Linked DNA regions of Mus musculus: region 1 is linked to region 2. The links are chromatin contacts, called in public HiChIP or PLAC-seq maps. All regions are on one chromosome and are shown on one strand. Each heading gives the region's core, a stretch centred on a gene start, on an enhancer-like site or on the middle of the called end of the contact. The rest is flanking DNA. Distances are from core to core; before and after follow the strand shown. Region 1 holds the start of Tmem130 (transmembrane protein 130). Region 2 holds the start of Zdhhc4 (zinc finger, DHHC domain containing 4).

Region 1 (6,565 bases), core at 1,975-4,474, 1.4 Mb before region 2:
ATTTATTTTACATCCCAATCGCTGCCCACTCCTCCCGGTTCTCCCCCCACCGTACAGTCTGGCTACCTTGTCTGGCCTCAGTGGGAGAAGATACACCTATCCCTGCAGAGACCTGTTGTGCCAGAGTGGGGCGGATACGATGGGGGAGTTTTCAGAGAAGAGGAGGGATTTAGAGGCATACATATCCGCTGGTCCTCACTTCCTCTGTGACATTTCCATTAAAGGACAATGTGTGGTTGTGTCATTTGTGAGGAGAAAAAAGATGCAGGAGCCTCAGGAGTATCCCCAGATTTTTAGGGACCTAGACTCAGGTTGAACAGGCTTTTTATGGGTTCTACAAGAAGAAGAATGTCAGCTGGGCATGGTGGCACACGCCTTAATCCCAGCACTCAGGAGGCAGAGGCAGGCGAATTTCTGAGTTCGAGGCCAGCCTGGTCTACAAAGTGAGTTCCAGGACAGCAAGGGCTACACAGAGAAACCCTGTCTCGAAAAACCAAAGAAGAAGGAGGAGGAGGAGGAAGAAGAGGAGGAGGAAGAAGAAGAAGAAGAAGAAGAAGAAGAAGAAGAAGAAGAAGAAGAAGAAGAAGAAGAAGAAGAAGAAGAAGAAGAAGAAGAAGAAGAAGAAGAAGAAGAAGAAGGATGTCAGTATCCACCAGTTTGTGATGAAATAGATTTGGAGACTTTTTTTTGAGACAGAATCCCACTGTGTGGCCCTGATTGTCCTAGAGCTCACCCTGTAGATCAAGCTAGCCTCAAACGCAGAGGTTGGCCTGCCTCTGTCTCCCGAGTGGAGTGCTGGGATTAAAGGGGCGTGCCATAACAATCAGTTGGTTAGAAAAACAAACAAATGAACAAATTATTGAGACTTACTGGTAAGATGCCACAGCAAGACCCCACAACCTGTAGAAGTCAGTTCTTTCCTTCTATCATATGGGCCCCAGAGATGGAATTTGGTTGTCAGGTTCAGCCATGGTGACCTTTACCCACTGTTCTGTCTTGCTGCCCTGAGTTGGAGATTTTGTTAAAGTTTTTTTTGTTGTTGTTGTTGTCGGTTTTTTTTTTTTTTAATGTACGTTGTGTTTTTATCTGTATGAGGGTGTCAGATCACTGGGAACTGGAGTTACAGACAGTTGTGAGCTGCCATGGGTGCTGGGAATTGAACCTGGGTCTTTTGGAAGAGTAGTCAATGCTCTTAACCACTGAGCCATCTCCCCAGCCCCTTGTTAAAAATATTTTAATATAGGCTTAGTACTATAGAAAAAGAGAGGTGGTTAGAAGAAAAAAATACGTATCTGTGTGGGAGTATGTGCTTCCTAAAGGAGAGCCATACAAAGTAGGGTATAACCAAGTGTGTGTCTAGACTCCTTGGGGAGAATAAGCAATTAATTTTCTTAGCATTAGCCATATCTACCATTTGGGTGGCTCTCATCTCAAAAGATTGATAGTATGAGCTAGAGAATCAACTGTCTGTAACTCCTCTTCCAAGGGACTCAATACCCTCTTCTGGCCTCTGTGGATGCCTGGAACTCAGGTATGCAACCACATGGTGGCTCACAATCATCTATAATGGGATCTGATGCCCTCTTCTGATGTGTCTGAAGACTGTGACAGTGTGCATTAGATGAATAAACCTTGTTTAAAATATCTTAAGTTTTTTACTAATGTTCATGTGTGTGATCATATATAAATATACACGATCTATATACAGATATGTAGGAATTCTTGCTTCTCTCCTAAGATGAGAGAATTCCTTACCCCTTCTTATGTTGCCAAGATTGTCGCTGCCTCTCCATCTTGCTTCAGTAGGAATATGAACCCTGAGGTGTCTGCCATCTGTGACCAAAAGGGATACAATTATACCAGCTTGCTAGCACCAGCAGACAGAATACCCTGCTTTCAAAAGGTCATAATGAACAAAAATCGGTGAAGGGGGTCAACAAGATGAGTTGGCAGGCTTGCAGCCCAGCCTCAGGACCCAAGTTTAATCCCTGAGACCCAAGTAGTAGAGGGGGAAACACTTCTCCTGCAGGTCATCTTCTGACCTCCACACATTCACCATAGCATGCATTCAACTCCACACATATACATACACACATGTACAGAGCTAGGTAGATGGATAAATAAGCATGAGCTGTCTACTGCGCAGAAAAATTAAATTAGCCCAAACAGGCCACTGCTAAAATGAATGAGGTTCTATTAGCCATAACCTATATTCTATCGCTGGGTCTGCTGAGCTTAGCAGTCGTTATTTTTATCAGAGAAGCTGCAACTACCTGCTGGTGACCTCCAAGACTTGTTTGTTGTTGAGGTTCCCTCATGGAAGAAGAATCGGAAAGATCACTCTCTGGACTCTCCTTTGTTCTCTCAGCTGCTCCCTCCTGAACCTCTCAGCCAGCTGTATGCAACTCTGCCCTCATTGTCTGTGGGCTCTGTGGCCCTGGGAAGTACTACAGTCTATAGATTGTAGAAGGTTAACAGAAGCTGGGGTGGGGAAGGGGTTGAGGGGGAACCGACCCCATGCAAAGAAAAACTTTGTCTGGACCTTGGTAGGAGGGAGGGGCCTGGTCGACCTCCTAAGAAGAAAATTATACAACGGCTACAAAGTGAGTTCTGGGCCAGCCTTAGATATGCAACAGAAAACCTGTCACAAGAAGCAAAAAAACAAAAAAACAAAAAACAAAATTAGTCAACAACAGCTAAGTCTGTGCATATATCCCCGAGGAACTGTGGATAGTTTGAATGTAGATGTTCTGGAAGTACAAAATGTATACCAAGTAGTGAAAATTTAGGACAGCGAAAGAGATTAAGGGCTAGGGAGAAGGCTTGGTGGGTTGTTTGCTGCGCTAGCTTTAGGACCTGAGTTCGAATCACAGCAACCTATGTAAAAGGCAAGCGGCGTGGTGAGCATCTGAGGCCCCGGCGCTGGGAGGGAATGGAGGTAGGCAGATTCCCGGGGCTCCTTGATCGTCGGTCTGTTAACTTGGTGAGCTAAAGGTTCAGTGAAGAGACCTTATCTCTGGAAAGATGGCTCTGGGACCTACGGAAGCACGATGCTTGGAGGGAGCATGCGCACCTGGTGAGGTAAGGATGGCCTCTGTGATCCCTAGAGGGGAGGGACTCTCGGGGAGGGCTGTGTGGGCGGAGGTGGCTGCAGGCGGGGACAGGCGAGCGCTGCGTCTCCACGCACAACCAGACGGAGCCGCCACTGCGGAGCTACAACCCAGCTCCCTGAGCATCCTCCCCGCGCCCCTCGGTATCCACGCTTCGCCATGGCCAAGGCCACCGACGTCCTCGTCTTCTGGTTCGCTTGCCTCCTGCTCTTGGGTCCGGCGAGGGTGGCGGCAGGTAAGTCAGAGCCTGCCTGGAGCTGTCCAGTACTGTCCAGAACCTAAGCTACCGAGATGACTCGGTGCGTTCTGCCCCTCTGCCCAGAAGTCACGCAGGCACTTGGGGTGTCTCCCTGCTCCCCTTCGATGCCTACCTCCATCACTCTGCCCTGGGAAGTGCATCCATCCCGATGCTCAAGACTGGTACTTACAAGGGGAGGAGCAGGGAGAATGGATGCATGCAGGGAAGCCCCGGTGGGCTGAGAGAGGCCATCGCGCCTCAGCCATCCCCAGGGGGAACCGCCCCCTTGCCTGCATGGGGTAGCGCTTTTGCTATAAGATGTAACCTTTTTCTAGAGATTTCTACCGTGATTACGTTGGCTAAGGGGTGGCACGGGTACTAGTCCACAGAGCCAGTCTGCCATTTCCTCCCTGGGAATGATTTTTTTTTTTTTAAAAAGGGGGGCTCCTGAGCCGACAGGTTTTTCCAAGGCTCACCAGGCACCCATCTCTCCGTGATGAAAAGAGCAACGCAACCTTCCTACCCCATTTTATGAATAATAAATGATCCGGATTCAAGAATTGTCTGAGACCGGTGAGCAGCTGTAAAAAGAAAAAGAAAAAAAAAAAGTCATTTTTCACAGCCCATTCAAAGAGTAGTGGGGGGAAGAGGGGGCCTGGCGTAGATTTGTGACAACAGCGGGAACCATGAAGTAAATTTAAATTAAAAAAAAAAAAAACAAAAACCTGCGTTTTTAGAATCAATTCGAGAATTCGAGGATTTTGTGGGAATTTTGCATTTTTAAAATCACCTGCAGCACCCCCCACCCTACCCCCACTCCCCACCCCCAACCCCTCTCCTAGAAATCCACCATAAAATTCATCTAGAAATGGACACCCTGGTCCATTAGGTTGTATGTGCCTAGAAGTTATGTGATTTAATTTCAAGAAATACACAAGTATATATATATATATTTATTTATTTGTATTTCAACACAGGATTTCTTTGTATAGCCCTGATTGTCCTGGAACTCATCTAGAAATGGACACCCTGGTCCATTAGGTTGTATGTGCCTTGAAGTTATGTGATTTAAATTATAAGGAACACACAACCATTTGTTTGTTTGTTTTGAGGCAGGGTTCCTCTGTGTAGCCCTGGCTGACCTGGAGCTCACTCTGTAGACCATCCTGGCTTTGAATCCAGAGATCCACCTACCTCAGGCTCCCAGTCACTGGGGTTAAGGCATGTGCCACCATGTCACACTCTATGATGTGACAAGGAATTGCCCAGGCTGGCCTCTAACGGGACCTCTCCAGCTTTCCCAGTGCTGGGATTATGCGTACCTGTCACCAATCCAGTCCCTTTTTTTTTTTTTTTTTTTTTTTTTTTGAGATGGGGACTTATATAGCCTAGGCTGGCCTAGAACTCGCTATGTAGCTAAGGATGGCTTTGAACTCATTATTTGTCCTCCTCACATCACCTCTTTAATCCCAGCACTTAGGAGGCAGAGACAAGTGGATTTTTGAGTTATTCAGACCATCAGAGGTGTGCTTGGCAAATATTTTTTTGACTGCCTGCACGAAAAGGCCTGCTATACGAAAAGGCCTCAGTAATCATTTTCTAGAATGTTCCACATGTATCATGGGAAAACAATGGAGCCTGGAAACCATGTAGGGAAACTGAGGCCATGTTGTTGAGGCCGTTGTCTCTGGTTCTAAGTCACTTGAAGGTATTTGTATGGGCTGCCCCTAAGCCCCTGCCTGGGTGGCTATGCTCTGTATGCACTGCCCCCAAGCCCCTGCCTAGGTGGCTGTGCTCTGTGTTCCTAGGCTGTGTATTCATCTGGGCTCCCAAACAGGAGAAATGATCTCAGGTGAGCACAATAGCAGGGGATGCACTGGGCCTGGTTCTTTCAGCCTCACGTGGTAGTGGTCTTCACTGTCCACTTTAGCCTGGATGTCCTGGATACTTCCCAAAGACTCGGAGGAAGAAGGGGAGTGTCACCTTGAAAGGGGTCCAGATTCCCACCCACCCCCTTTTAAAGACAGGGTCTCACGTAACCTCAGAGACTGTTTTCAAACACATACAGCTAAGGATGACCTTGAACTTCTAATCCTCCAGCTCCCACCTCCAGAGTTGTGGGATTATAGGCGTGCACCACCACACTTAGTTTGGGTGCAGGTCTCAGGGCAGCATGGGTTTTTAGGTAGTGATTCTGCTAATTGGGCTACACTCCCAGCCCCAGCTTCCAATCTGTTATTACTGTCTTGGATGTTTTTGCTATTGGTGGTGTTTTGTTTTAGTTTTGAGGCCGGTCTCATTAAATACCCCCAACTGGCACAGGATTCATTTATGCAGACCAAGCTAGCCTTGAACTCACAGAGATCTGCATATCTCTGCCTCCCAAGTACATTAAAGATATTCCCCATCATGCCCAGTGCAGCTTCTGTTTTTAATTTCTTTTTGATTTTTAAATTTATTCCGTTTGTGTGGATGCACATCTATCTGTGAATGCAATGTTCATATGTGTGTCAATGCCTGTAAAAGCTGGAAGAGGGCATTGGAGTCCCAGGATCCAGATCTGGAGTCATAGACAGGTGTGAGCTGTCCAATAGTAGTCGCCAGGAACTGAACCTAGGTCCTTTGAAAGAACCGCAAGGGTTCTTAACCACGGAGCCATCTCTCTAGCCCAGCTTCTGTCTTTTAAGGCCATTGTGGTCTCCTCCAGCCAGGGCTGGTGGGGGTTCCTATGAGCTGGGCCGCCATTTGCAACAACATCCTCAGCGGGGCTCTCCTTCTTCTCCAGCCAGCAGTTCCATTTCCATGGCAACAGATCTGCGTCAGCCCGATCTCACTGCAGATGCAGGATGGCAATTAACTTACACGGGCTTAGTGTCCCTGCCACCTTAGAGCCTCGATGGTCCTTGTTCTTCCTCAACTGGAGTAGGAGGAAGGAAGGGGGAGGAGGGGACTCAAGAGCCCTTGAGAAAAGGAAGATGCTGCCTGTCAACAAAAGGGAGGAATGATAGCCCCTGAGAATAACAATAGTAGCCCAAGCCTTTTGTATTACAGGCTTGCCTGGGTACTATACGCTATGACAAAAGGCTTTTGCTGCCAAAGCTGAAGACATGAATTTGAATTTGATTCCTGGAACCCATATATTAGATGGAAAAAAACCTGACCCCCTGCTTCATGCATACAAGTGTGCTCCTGCGTGTATACACACACACACACACAC
Region 2 (7,214 bases), core at 174-2,673:
AAACAGGAGAGGGGAGCTTTGAGGCTAATGCTTAGAGATCAGACATTTTTTTCCTCAAAGGGAACCTGTTTTTCAGAGGCGTCAAGAATAGTTCTCGGAGGACCTGGGGGGCACTCAGACAAAGCAGCACCCCCATCCCCTCCAGGAACCTTCTCAGTGCTATGTTTAGCAGCAGCTCCTCTCAAGCCAAGCCTGCCCATTATCAAAACAGCCTTTTTATCCTCAGGGATAAAACACTAGTCACTGCTCCCCACAGGGAGGACGTTAAAGCTGTGCACAGAGATGGCAGGAGTAGGGGCATGCGGTCAGCAGAACCTGACTCACAGGGGGACATACTGTGACCCCTGCAGTGGAACATGCTGGGACTGTTGGGACAGGGCCCAGTGGTGTGTCTGCCAGGAAGACACAGGTGTCCCTGTCTAGGTACCTGCTGGGTGGTCAAGGGTTACTGCTGAGTTCCCGCCAGGACATGCAAAGGCTCGGCACAGTCCAGCAGTTCTCCTGCACCGACCCAAGACAGCCTTCATATTCTGTCAAAAGTGCTCGAAAATTCCAGTTCCTGTGTTAGGTGTGCCTGCCATCCCAACCAAAGTTAGGCTGAGACAGGAGGTTCAAAAGCCCAAGGCCAGCCTGGTATAATTTGGTGGGACTTTAATTTTGTTTGCTCATTTGTTTTGTTTTGTTTTAGAAAAGGTCTAGCTATGTAGCCCTGCCTGTCCCGGAACTCATGTAAACAAGGCTGACCTCTGACTCAGAGAGACCTGCCTCTGTTTCCTTAGGGCGGTGAATAAAGTCATGGGCCACTATGCCTAGCTGAGATCATATTTTGGAAAGAAATTCTTAAAAAGAAAATAGCTAGGGCTGGAGAGATGGCTCAGCGGTTAAGAGCACTGACTGCTCTTCCAGAGGTCCTGAGTTCAAATCCCCCCAACCATATGGTGGCTCACAACCATCTGTAATGGGATTTGATGCCCTCTTCTGGTGTGTCTGGAGACAGCGACATTGGACTCACATAAAATAAATAAAACAAATCTTTTTTTTTTTTTAAAGAAGAAAAAGAAAATAGCTTTTTAAATCTACGCACATACAAGAAATCAGAATTACACTCAGCGGATCACAACAAGCAAACACACCCACAAGAATCAAATCAAGGCCACGAAAATGGGACGGGGTTGGGAGAACGAAGGACTCGTACATAGGCAGTAAATTGTCAAGTAATAATAAAAGTGCGAAGGAAGAGAGAGCAGAGGACGAGGGAGGGAGAAAGACAAACGTTAAGAGAAAAAGAAAAGAGAAAGAAAACCTACGACGGTACGAAAACACAATCGGCTCGCAGAACCAGAGGCCAAAGACAATAATTTCCGGCCTCCCGCTACTTTTTCCGTCGGAAGTCGCCTCCGTCGCGGGCACTGATGACGCCATGGACGCGCCGGAAGTCTTGGGGAGCGCTCCGCTGGGGTCCGCCGGCAGCGGCGGACGGTTGGCCCGGTTTGGGGTAAGGCGGCTCCGGAAGGCTCTGTGACACCCCGGCTGGGCGGCGGCCGTCGGGACCCCGTGTTTGAGTGAGAGCACAGTCCTCTCCGAGCCCCCTGCATCCCGCTCGCTGTGTCCCCTCCTCTTCCAGTCGTTGTCCGGGCTCCGGACGTAGTTGCCGTCTCCCAGCCTGCTTCCGAGCCTCCCTTGTCTCCTCTGAGCCTGATGCGTCCGGGATCTGGTTGTGGGATGGGCTCCATTCACCACTGCCCTTCCCTGGTTCCCCGCAGCTGCAGATTCTGTGACCTCAAGCATGCAAGGGCCTTGAATAATGTACCCGGAAAGTGTCCAGCAAAGGGAAACGACTGGGGCCCTACCCCATGTGGACAACCTCACCATGCGTCTGGACCCCGGTGTGGGCGCCTCAGTGATAGGCGTAGTGACAGTGACAGTGACAGCTAGAGGGATGATAGACCCCCAAACTAGTGGACTTTGAAGTTTTCTTCCCAGGTCAGCAGCGGTACAGCATCCTCTACTTCTGAATGCCTTTCACAGTGCACTCTGCCATGGAGACTTATTCAGCAGTATGTAAGTGTTGCGTTTGATTGTCTCCGCAGCCGGTTCCAGCCTCCTGGAACAACCATGTCGCCAGTTTTGCGCGTGCCAAATTCACGGCGCTGCCCAAGCGGAGCTGCTATCTGAATTCTCCTTGGATGTGGCAAAGGGAAATGAACGCAAAAGGTGCCGCTGGAAGTGTCCGACCTAGAGAAATATGTAGACCGGAGCCCTGTTACCTTGTGAGAATGGCATTTTTTTGTTTGTTTCCTTTTTGTTAATAGTTTCTGTTTTGATTCTCTGCGTTGGAATTTTGGTCCAGAATCCTGCCTCGTAAAGCCAATGTCAGTGTTCCCAGTTTCTTAACACGGGCTTTTTATATTTCATCATTCTGGTCTGGAGGGTGATGGGTGACATCATGACCACTGACCTGTTAAATATGCCCAAGTTTGGGTGTGGGACCCTGACTACCTCTAGGAGTTGCTCATTCTGATGAGGTCGGCGCAGGTTCTTTTGCAGGACTTTATCAGTATCCATGTGAATATTTAAAGATGTAAAAGGGTGTATTGCTGGGTGTGGTGGTGCACTTCTGGAATCCCAACCCTTTGAAAGCTGAGACAGGAGAATTCTGAGTTCCAAACTAGCCTGGCCTGCATAGTCAGATCCTGTCTCAAAAAACAAGGGGTTGGTGGGCTGGGAGCTCGCTCGGTGAGTGAGGGTGCTTGCTGTGCAAGCACAAAGTCCTGAGCTTGGATCCCCAGCACCAACGTGAGTGTGCTTTAATGCATGTCAGCCTCGCCACAAAACGTTGAGCTCCAGGTCCGAGCTACAGATCCCAGAGGCTCTCAGTCTTCCTAATGCTGTGACCTCTTAATACAGTTCTTCATGTTGTGGGGACCCTCGGCCATAAAGTTACTTTCCTTGCTACTTCACACGTGTGATTTTGCTTCTGTTACAAATCCTAATGTAAAGGTCTATCTATGCTTCTGGTTTGGCAGTGCAGATCTACAGTCCAGCATGGGGGAGGGGGACAGTAGGCTCTGTTGGGCTTGCTGGCCAGTCAGTCTAGCTGAGCTTGTGAGCTATAGGTTCAGAGAGGATAGGTTCAGAGAGGGAGCACATCATACAAGCTGTGGTAAGGGGCTGGGGTGGTGGCTATCTTATAGATTGCTTGCCCAGCATACGTGACATGAAGTCCTAGGTTCAATTCTCAATATTGATGGGGGTGGGGTGGGAAGGAACCCACTAGACTTGAGGTTGTCTTGACCAATACTTTGTATGGAGAGCTAGCTTAGCGAAGTACTTGTCTTGCAAGTGTGAAGACCAGAGTTCAAATCTCCAGAACATATGTCGAAGCCTGATGTAGCAGTATGTGCCTATGTAATCCCAGTTTTCCCACTGTGAACTGGGAGAGTCCTCAGAAACACACAGGCCAGCTAGCCTGGTGGACACCATGGAGAGCAAGCAAGAAACCCTGTCTCAAACAAGGTGGAGGGTGAGGACTAACACCAGAGGTTGTCTTCTGACTGCCACATACACCTTAGGGTATATATCAACACACACACACACAAATTCTCAGAAACTAAAAGTAAGTCTGGGGGCTGGTGAGATGGCTCAGTGGGTAAGAGCACCCGACTGCTCTTCCAAAGGTCCAGAGTTCAAATCCCAGCAACCACATGGTGGCTCACAACCATCTGTAACAAGATCTGACTCCCTCTTCTGGAGTGTCTGAAGACAGCTACAGTGTACTTACATGTAATGGATAAGTGAATCTTTTAAAAAAAAAAAAAAGTAAGTCTGGGCATGGTTACACACACCTTTAATCCTGGTACTTGTGATGCAGAGTCAGGTGGATCTCTATTGAGGCCAGCTTGCTCTATGTTGTGAGACCTTATGTCATATAACAACAAAATAATAGCCAAGCCCCTGTGCTAGTGAGATGTCTCACTGGGGAAGGGCGTCGGCTGCCGTGCCTGAAGAACCTGTGTTCGAACCCCAGGACTCATACGGTGGAAGGAGAGAAACAACTCTTAAAAGTTGTCACACACACACACACACACATACACACACACACACACACACACTGTGTGCTGTGGTACTCACATATGCACAGAGACAAGTAAATAGAATGTAATTTAAAATGAAGGGGAGCATGATTGAGGAAGATACCCTATCTCAACCTCTGGATCAAGGCACACATGAACATGTCCATGCACACTTGCAGACACACGTGCACACACAGACATGTGCACACACTGCCTACAGACTAATGAAGGGATTTGTTCATCTTGAGGATGGCCTAATCCGAGTGTGAATCTCACCTGCAGGAGTGAGCCCAGGGCCGGAATACATGCTGGGAATAAATCCCTCAACAGCAGCTGCTCACGCCTGCCGTCTCTTCCTTCGCAGCCTCCAGCATGGACTTCCTGGTTCTCTTCTTGTTCTACTTGGCCTTCTTATTGATTTGTGTTGTCCTGATCTGCATCTTCACAAAAAGCCAGCGTTTGAAGGCCGTGGTCCTTGGAGGAGCACAGGTAGCACTGGTCCTTGGGTACTGCCCGGATGTGAATACTGTGTTAGGTGCTAGTCTGGAAGGCTCACAAGACAAGGGGATGTGAGTCTTGTCTTTAATCCTGGCACTTGGGAGGCTGAGGCTTCGGGGCCAGTTGGGGCTACATCGCAAGAGCCTGTGTCCAAACAAACAAAACGTTGTCTTTTTGCTTTGAGATAGGTCGAATAGGTCGAATTTTCAAGGTTGGCTTTTTAAACAGTGTGTAATGTCTGTATTTGGTTGTGACTCCTGTTTGCCTAGACATGCTTGTAGCAGGTGTGAACTCAGGAGGACACAAGTGACCAGAAAGCTGAGCATCTAGCTGTCAATCTTCCCTTCACATTGTCCCATCTGTCTTCCCTTGGGGGTCAAAGCAAAGTGGGGGCAAGTAGCCACGAAGGGGTTGACTTGGGAGGACCCTGGGGATCTGGAGGCCAATCTTGAGCATGGAGCAGACCTGAGGGTTAGGGAAGCCCACGTCCACAGCAGCCTCTGCACACCCCCTTTCCCCACAGACTCCAACAGACACATTCTGTGCAGTCAAGGTAGAAATGGAGGTGTTCTCTACACCTCCTAAATCCTAGCACTTAGGAAGCTGAGGCAGGATTATGAATTCCAGGCTAGCTCGGGTTATGTAATGAGACTGTTTCAAACACAGAGCGGAGCCGAGGAGATGGCTGGGCAGTCACAGAGCTGCCGTGCAACCAGAACTGGAGGGATGGCAGAGAAGCAATCCAAGAGAATAAAGCGTAAGGAGACTCAGATCCCCAGAGCACACATAAATGCTGGCCGGGATGGTGGCCGGCCTGTATCTCAGTATTTGGTGGAGGCAATGACAGGAGATCTGCAGGGCAAACTGTCTGGCTAGACTAGCCACACAGCGAGAGAACCTGGGCCAGGAGAGCTGCCAGGGAAGATATCTGACTCTGACCACACGCATGTGCTCATGTGTGGACACAGGCACACCACACACACAGGCACCACAAACACGTGAGCGAGTTCGTAGCTTGCTTTTCTGCCATCTGAAGAGAAGATGATAGACTCACCTCCGTTGCATGTGGAGGACCTCCTGATGGGGGACGAGGGGTGAGAGGTGAGGCTGACCCTGCTCCTGTGATTTCAGGTGTGCTCCAGGGTAATCCCGCAGTGCCTCCAGAGGGCCGTGCAGACGCTTCTTCATCAGCTCTTCCACACACGGTATTTGTGGCTCAGGGTTCGCACAGGGCCACATTTGGCCTGGGTGATTAATTGCTGCTGTTCTATAGCCTGTGGGAGCACTTCGTGGTTTCCAGCACAGGGAAGGATGCTGGAAGTTTGGCGAGTGCTGGGCTTGGAATCTCTCCTTATGGACCAGTTACCACTTGCCTATGGGCTTTTAGGGTGACTAGTTTTGTTTTTTCATTTCTGGGTTGACCGTGGTGCTGGGGATTGAGCTGGGGTTGTTGTGCTCATCTGGCGTGCTCTCTGTCTCGGCCACTGAAGTCTGTCCCCACACCTACATGGCCAGTTTGTTGTCTGAGACATGCTTCTGAGACAGAGCCTTTACTTACTATGTAGCCCTACCTAGCCTGGTTCTTTCTGGGTAGCCTAGGCTGAACTCAGACTCAAGACAAACCTGGCCCTGCCTTGAAGTTCTGGGGTCACTGGCTGTGCTACCACTTTGGCCTTGTTTAACCCTTACAGGAGGAGGTTGGCCCGGGCCGTGTTCCTCGGACTCATGTGGCTTCTTCCTGGAATGGCCCGTGCATACTCCCTGTGTGCTTCCTTGCAGCCACCCCACCTTCATCGTCTTGCACCTGCTCTTGCAAGGGCTAGTGTATGCAGAATACACCTGCGAGGTCTTCGGCTATTGCCGGGAGCTGGAGTTCTCTCTGCCTTACCTTCTCCTGCCCTATGTGCTGCTAAGCGTGAACCTGGTGTTCTTCACCCTGACTTGTGCCGCCAATCCTGGTAAGTCAGCTGTCAGGGCCATAACAGCCCAAGCCTAATGCTCACGGTGTCGGTTACGGAGCTGTTCCCTAGGACATGGCAGGAGACCATGTTACGGTTCCACTGTCTTTGAGTTGTGAATATTTTCCAATTTTATTTCTGGTCTTTGGTCCATGGGTTATTTAAAACTTTGAAATATATACACCAGTGTGAGATGTTCTGATATAGGTTGTTTATTTTGAGGCCAGGCTTGTGCCTCAGGCTGACGTGAACCTGGGACCTTCCTACATCCAGAATGCTGGGGTCACAGCACAGGCACGTGCCACCACACTGGCTTCAATGCCCTTCTTAGTTTTGACATATTCAGAATTGCATATGTCCATGGAGAGCTGCGGCCACTGTGACACAGCTTCCTTTTTACTTTTTATATTTTAAAAACATTTATTTATCTTATGTATATGAGCACAGTGTCGCTCTCTTCAGACACACCAGAAGAGGGCAACAGATCCCATTACAGATGGTTGTGAGCCACCATGTGAGTGCTGAGAATTGAACTCAGGACCTCTGGAAGAGCAGTCAGTGCTCTTAACTGCTAGTCATCTCTCCAGCCTCTTTATTTTATTTTTAATTATGTGCTTTTCTCTGTGTGTATGTGGTATATTCATGTACACGTGGAGGCCAGAGGGGGGTTGTGTGTGTGCCTGGG

What was found. HiChIP or PLAC-seq counts read pairs in DNA pulled down with a chosen protein or histone mark.
Region 1: a contact with region 2 is called in an H3K27ac HiChIP or PLAC-seq map of thymic regulatory T cells, with 8 times the contacts expected there. The contact joins the promoter of Tmem130 here to the promoter of Zdhhc4 in region 2. A contact is called at or near these places in 1 of 39 promoter capture datasets (liver), 3 of 484 Hi-C or Micro-C datasets (CD4 T cells, CD8 T cells and neutrophils), 3 of 115 datasets of contacts at active chromatin or transcription factors (double positive thymocytes, microglia and thymic regulatory T cells) and 2 of 9 other capture datasets (adipose tissue and liver).

The regions. Positions count from the first base shown.
Region 1 is chr5:144,758,237-144,764,801 of GRCm38.p6, reverse strand. It overlaps Tmem130 (transmembrane protein 130), which reads left to right and starts at 3,224. Exons shown (of 8, transcript NM_177735.4): 1 at 3,224-3,345. The coding sequence starts at 3,270. It overlaps Gm38739 (a long non-coding RNA gene), which reads right to left and starts at 3,187. Exons shown (of 3, transcript XR_868688.3): 1 at 2,274-3,187; 2 at 1,756-1,833; 3 at 585-1,004.
Region 2 is chr5:143,323,447-143,330,660 of GRCm38.p6, reverse strand. It overlaps Zdhhc4 (zinc finger, DHHC domain containing 4), which reads left to right and starts at 1,423. Exons shown (of 8, transcript NM_028379.5): 1 at 1,423-1,495; 2 at 2,091-2,270; 3 at 4,438-4,562; 4 at 5,703-5,776; 5 at 6,351-6,529. The coding sequence starts at 4,446. It overlaps 0610040B10Rik (RIKEN cDNA 0610040B10 gene), which reads right to left and starts at 1,353. Exons shown (of 2, transcript NR_027874.1): 1 at 1,308-1,353.